Regions from separate parts of the Rattus norvegicus genome. Here region 1 is linked to region 2. A link is a contact called in public Hi-C data. All regions are on one chromosome and are shown on one strand. Each heading gives the region's core, a stretch centred on a gene start, on an enhancer-like site or on the middle of the called end of the contact. The rest is flanking DNA. Distances are from core to core; before and after follow the strand shown. Region 1 overlaps Ndp (norrin cystine knot growth factor NDP). Region 2 holds the start of Kdm6a (lysine demethylase 6A).

Region 1 (3,180 bases), core at 235-2,734, 1.3 Mb after region 2:
GGCTTGCATCTTTTCCAAGTACCACTGCTTCAGGGTCAGTCAGTCCAGGCTTGGTTTCTTGGCTGCTACTCATGTGCTTCTAGATAGAAATAATCTTAAACCATTCAGTGAGTGCAGAGGATGCTTTATATCATCCAACATGCTGTTTACAGTTTACAAATTAAGTGTTGTGGGAAGAAGCATCTGACTTATTCTCCAAGGCATCTCCTTGACTAAATCCCATGGGAATCCTTTAGTTTCCTGGGAAGGTGCTACTTAGCACTTGGCACTCTCTGAATAAAACTCAGAATTTTTTGTATGAAGAATTATCTAGTAGCAAGCTTTCTTCCAGCCTTACAGTTTTAATTCCCTTCTCTTTTTTATATAATTTAATTGCTACTGTGTACTGCATTCTTTACCTTATTCCTGACTCATATTTTTAAAAATTACAGCATATATCTGTGAGTAGTGGTGAGTATCTTTCATCCAAGAACCCATGAGGCAGAGGCAGATGGATCTCTGTTAGTTCAAGCCCAGCCTGATATAAAGAGTTCCAGGAGAGCTGGAAGCAGGTGTATGTCTTTGAGCTCAAGGCCAGCCTCTCTCTACAGAGAGAGTCTGTGCTACATAGAGAGACCCAGTCTTGGAAAACAAAACAAAACTACAATAAATAATAAATATTTCTGTCTGATACACTGAGTCCATTCCAAAGTCATTATATTTTACCTACTTCACTACATCTTCTCTTAGATGATGTTCTGCATGCTGGGTATAATTTAGTTGATAAATGAGGAGTATCAATGGGACCATAAAATTAAAAAGGAAAATAACAGGCCCAGATTTGTTACTTATAAACACTGTGAACAAAAAGATATATTTAAGATAGGACCTACTTTTTCCTCTGACCTTTAGCTTTTTAATTTGTTTTAGTTGCTAGGCGTTTACCTCTGAGCCTCCGCATGTCAGCCACTAGCCCCTTACCCCAATCCTTGTATTTTATCTGAGTAAAAGTAGATGGTAGGTGCTCAATTCATAAATATATGTGTTGAATAAATGTTTTATGAAAGAAATAGGGAGAGAACACCTGACTATTTCAGGACTGAAAGAGCCCGGGAAAGGATAGATACGGAAATACTGCCCTTCTTTGTCTCACAAGTAGGGCAAAACCAAGGTCGTTCTTGGCACATGACACTTGTCTTAGCCTGTTGCTGGAATCACTTGTGCAAAGCTAGTGCTTTCCTCACTGCCAGGCACAAGGTCAGCCCTGGAGTGAGCTGCTCCCTGGGCACAGCACCATCTCTCACCCAGGAGGTTGCGATATTATTTCAATGAGGATGACAGGTGGGGAAATCTGGGCACCAGTTGTTCTTTTCCACTGATAGTGTTTGGAGGGTAACTCCAAACTCGGGCATGCTGGCCTACGTGATTCTCCTGCTGCAAAGGGCTCTGTACTGGAGCCATGAGAACGTGGGCTCTGTCCTGTGGCCAAATTCAGGTCTCAGAGACCAGAGCAAAGCACAAAGCACAATGGGGACACAAGACTACTGAGTTCTCTTGTTCAACTCATCATGGGCTGCCTGGCTGAGGACCTAAATCCTGATAGCCAGCATTTGAGTTTGTTCTGTATGGCATAAACAAATAGAACAAAGGAATTAATTTAGTTTCAAGAAAAATGCTAGAGGCTTCTGTTAAGCCGATATACACTAGCTTGGCAAAAAACAAGGTATCCTGTGCTAGCGTGAATTTTCTTAATTCCTTAGTTCTCCCTTGTACATCCCTGCTCACGGTGCAGATCCTGGTCTGTGCTCACTGCAGCTTGACTCAGTGTCCTCCTTTCTTGACCTCTATTTTTACAAACTCATCTTCAGCACAGCAGTGCTGGCTCATTCAATTTGTATATCTAAAGCAAAACCAAAATGCAGCATGAATCTTAGCTGTTGCCAAGTGTTGTAGTACAGGCCTGTAATTCCAGCATGCCTCAGGATCTCAAGTTGTCTACTTAGTGAGAGTCTGTCTCAACAAACAAACAAACAAACAAACAAACAAACAATTGCTTGGCTGGAGAGATAGCTCAGTGATTAAGAGCACTTGTTGGTCTTGCAGAGGACCTGGATTCCTTCTGTTCCCAGAACCCACATTATGGTTCACAGTCATAAACAACTTCATATCTAAGGCATTTGATGACGTCTTCTGATCTTCTCCAGCATCAAGCATACATTTTATATAAAAATAAACAAATCTAAACAACAAATACTACTAATAATAAAACAAATTCTATTGTTATATTGTAAAGAGCTCACTTTTGTGTTTTGAAATTATGATGAATTCTGTGTTTGTTATCATTGTTTGCATTGTTATTTCAGTGTTAATAGAAAAACTGAAGAAAAATGTCATGGCTCGTATGAATGTAATAGAGGCAAAAATCTTAAATGTAGACATAAAGTAATTTGTCACTTTTCTGTCGTTTTAAATTTATGTATATGGGTATTTGTTCTGCTTGTATGTCTGGGCATCATTGTGTGCCTGGGACCAAAGGAAGCCAGAAGAAGGTGTCAGGTTTACTGGAACTGTAGTTACAAAAGATTGTGAGCCTCCATGTAGGTGCTGGGAATGGAGCCTGGGTCCTCTGGAAGAGCAGCCAGTGTTCCTAATCATTGAATCACCTCTGCAGCCCCCTTTTGTTTTTCATAACTAGTTTTGAGTAAAGTTTTTCATGTCAAAACTACAAATCAGTTCACAGGGCTCAGGATATAAGGTTCAGTCAGTGAAATAGCTGCTGCTCTAACATGAGGACCCCTGTGGGTTTAGACCCCTGGCACCTATATCAAAGCTCATGTCTATAACTCTAGCACAGGAGGTCTCCTGATGTTCCATGGTGAGATGTGAAATAAATAAAAACTCACATCTCCAGCCCAGAAGATATCACTAATTGATAACCTCTCTCAAATGAAAAATTGGTTTTCTTCAACAGAGTCTCACTGGGTATACATACCACACTTAACACAGGCCTCATTCCCAGCAATAGATGGCCAACACAAAATGAACTGAATGCTATTTTTGGAGTTTGTTTTGTCTCACAATGCTTTGAGCATTTTTTTTAAACATTATGGTTTGCAGGTTTGTGTTTTTATGGGAATCTCTGTTTGCAAATGTGTATATCTCTGCATCTATATGTGTTTCTTGTGCTTTTTGTTTGTTTTG
Region 2 (3,555 bases), core at 123-2,622:
GAAAGATCCAAAAAGTAAACAAGTCACCTAACTTCAGGTAAAGCACACACCGATTGAGATACGTGTCAACAGCCCCATGCAAACTCTTTACAGACCTAAGCTGCGTGCAACTTCCCCCTTCAGGGAGCAGAGACAAGAAGCCATCCCGAAATGTTTGGCTAACAGCAGACATTAGGGACAACCTGCCTAAAGAGGCTTTAAAACCAGGGGAGAAAACGAGCGGGGAATTTAAGGAAATCTGCACCCGTTTACGAACTCATGACTCTCCACATGATCTCCTCGGAGATCATCGGCCTAGCCCCCAAGGGCGGTAAAATCGGAGGCAATTTGGAAGCCCCACAAGAGCTTGGCCCCGAATGCGCTGCTGCCTCTGTCCTCTGGCTAAGAGAAGTGATCTCTCAAGAGAACAAGCGAGGTACCAAGAGGTAGAGGAGAGCGCAGCAGCAGGAAATAGTTTTCCGGAAGCCCCTCGGCCGTCGTTCGAGGCCACAATGAGTGGTGACCCGGTCCCGGGGCCCCGGGCGATCGCGCCTCTGGCCCTAGAGACCGTGTCCGCGCTCCGGCCCGCGGCTGCCTCACCTTGCCCAGCAGGGCCTTCATCCTGGCGCCATCTTCATGAAACCTCACGAACCCGAAAAGGCGGCTGCGGAGAAAGACACACGCGGTTCGTTAGTGCTCCGGAAAAGCCACCGACCGGTCCGTGCCAAAGCCCGAGGCCCCGGCATCAGCAGCGCCGAGAGCTCCAAGCCGAGGTGCCCGCCCCACCGCCGCCACAGGCGAGCCGCGCTCCGGCCTCCTCGGAGAGCAGCGCCTGCCTGTCCGGAGCCGCCCCGGCCGTTGCCCGCTCCTCATACCTGTCCAGTCCACCGAGCGCCTCCCTCTCTTCGGCTGTCAGGCTAGGGGACGCCTCCTCGCTCTCGCCGCTCGCTTTTCCCGCCGCCATTTTCTTTTCCTCATCACCGAAAGCGGCGGCGGCGGCGGCAGTAGCGAGCGACACTCCGCAGGATTTCATGGAAACGTAGCGAATTCACAACTCCAACGCCGACACCCCCCTCCCCGGACCGGAGCCCGCAAGGACGCTTTCAATCTCCGCACGGGACCGGCACACCAACTTTATCTCTGCCTCCTCCTCTGCCGCGAGAGGCGGCGGCGAAAAATCCTAACGCGGTAGAGGTGAAGGCAGCGGCCGCACAGGCTGTGGAGCCACTGGGTCGGGAGCAGCGACGACTCGGCTGTAGGGTCACATCGCGGGGGTGGGAAGGGGACAGCCACAGGCAGGGACGACGGGAATGGCCGGAGCGCGCGAGGAGCGGGATCTCCGGGGGGATTCGTAGGAGACACAAACTTCCCCGGCACCAGCACAAAGTTGTTGTAATTGTGTCACACAGCAAACCCCACGCCGCCGCCGTGACCCCCCCTCCCCTGCCCGGCCAGCGCGGCCAATCACAGCAGCCCTCTAGGCCCACGTGACCTTTGTTGACTCGCGTCAGTCGTGGCTCCACTCAACTTGCTAGCTGCTTTAGCCCCGCCCACCAAGGCCGCCACAGACCCGGGAGCGGGATGCTCGCCAGTTCTGGTCCGTGGTTGGCTGATGGGCGCGTCTGTCCTGAGTAGGGTTGTCACCGAGTGGGAGCAGCTGGTTAGGTTGTGCTACTTAAATACACGAGCAGAGAATGAAGGGTCCCGGCCGGGTCCCTTCGGGATCCGTGGTGGGATCCGGAGGGGGAGGGGAGCGCTCTGGCGGGGCGAGGTCCGGCACCGCCCGCGGCGGGCGAGAGCCCGGACGCCGAGGACTGCCTCTGGCTTCCCGGAAGCTCTGGGGTAGGCCAAAACTGGCTTTCGGTGGTCCGGCCGGCGCTCGCGCACTCCGGGAATATCGATCCCCACAGGGAGGGACAGCAGCTGAGTCGCGGGGAGGGAACACTCAGTCCCATACCTCTGCCCTCGGTAGAAGGCGCACTCTTTGCCCCTGCTGGAAATAATAGCCTCCACGAGGAGTGCGCCAGAGGAGCAGCAGCCGGCCCCACACCCGTCAGCCTGGGCGCCGCCCTAGACAAGGCCGCACAGGCAGTCGGAAGCCCCCTTCCTCTCAGAAGGGAAAGGGGAAGGGGAAAAGGTCCCCTGAACCCTGCCCACACATCCCAGGCAGGATGGAATGAAGAGTTGCCTGCGGGGGTCTGGCGCGCTGGCCCCGGCACCCCACCGCCAAAGGTCTGTCTGTTGGCAGCACTTTCGGGCCAAGTATTCCTGCTGCTTGCATATACCCTCTGCCCTAGCAGTAATTCGTTAATACTGTGCTGTCCATCTCAGTGGGTCCTCCATGAAGAGTAGGAGCTGTATGTGAACTGGCCATTAATAAATAGAACCTTCAACGCAGCTTCCTGACCAGAAAAGCCTTTTTCTGCTTCCACTACTTACGGAAACCCTTAGCAGTAGTAACATTTGCTCGCTCTTTCCCTCACGTGCAAATAAATCTGGTGTTTGATCCATAGTATAATCAGGAGATAGACCAAACCTTCTATCGACTATTTTGGAAAGGCAGATATAATGTGATGTATCTCATCACACCTCCAGTCTTTGGGAATAGGAAATATTATTAATAAATGAACTATACGAAGAAAAGATCCCTTTATAAACCAAGTTCTATATGTAAGTTTGCACCTGTAATCAATAAGATATATTTAAACAGATTTCAGAATATGTACTGCTGAGTCAGTAAATCCTAGCTGTATTAAATGAGGGACTAAAAATCCCAACTAATTTTGCAGACAGACAGAGCTTTAAATTGTTGCCTGGAGACTAGTAACTAGATGAATAAACTCTAGTTTTATATGGATTGTATTTCGTGTTTAATTACACTTTTACAAAACATGTTCTTCTATGGTGTTCTATTTTACTTGAATGAGTGAGTACAGGGGACTGAATATTTTCTATACCTAAATTAACATACGAATTGTTAAGTGTCACAAATTGTGACCTTCAAAACCTGGGAGGGTTTTGGCCCACTACCACATGGACACTTGCACAAGCAGAAATGAAATCTGTCAGTATTTGGCCACATCACCAAAGTTACTGGTTTTTGTCAGTCCCTTTCCAAGAGTGATGATATAAGGCAACCTATGTCTCAGCGCCTTCCTGTCCTCCAATGATAAGGTTAGAGTTTTAGAGATATAGTGATGGGGAGGGGTTGGAGTCTAGCTAGCACAACTGATTTCTGAGCCTTTGTACAAGCCCTGTGACCTCTAAACCAAAGCTGTTGTTTTTCATTCGAGGAAATTCTAGTTTGTTGGGGCACAGATTTTATGAGACAGGGTCTTGCTCTGTAGCCCAGGCTAGCCTCTGTGTTCTCCTGCCTCAAACTCCTCAGTTCTGGGATAATAGACATGTAACACCATTCCTGGCCAAACCAGGCCAACTCCAAGGATTTATCCTCCATCAAACATGAGGCAGCTTCCATATAATAAAATATGTCTTACATATCTATGTAATTTTTTGGCATTTACATAGTTTATCATGTGTCAAATGTATGTAAAATAAGTGTAGAGCCTTTCTCAT

The links. A called contact is a pair of places that touch in the nucleus more often than the background predicts.
Region 1: a contact with region 2 is called in a Hi-C map of kidney, with 6 times the contacts expected there. The contact joins the enhancer-like site here to the promoter of Kdm6a in region 2. A contact is called at or near these places in 2 of 12 Hi-C or Micro-C datasets (frontal cortex and kidney).

The regions. Positions count from the first base shown.
Region 1 is chrX:8,389,722-8,392,901 of GRCr8, forward strand. The region is part of intron 1 of Ndp (norrin cystine knot growth factor NDP); the gene reads left to right. Among named protein-coding and RNA genes, the nearest start is that of Ndp, 12 kb to the left of the region's middle. Within about 2 kb of position 1,485, at least 27 of the 93 cell types and tissues checked have an H3K27ac peak or open chromatin away from gene starts, as enhancers often do.
Region 2 is chrX:7,058,588-7,062,142 of GRCr8, forward strand. It overlaps Kdm6a (lysine demethylase 6A), which reads right to left and starts at 1,373. Exons shown (of 30, transcript NM_001427597.1): 1 at 855-1,373; 2 at 580-643. The coding sequence starts at 1,012.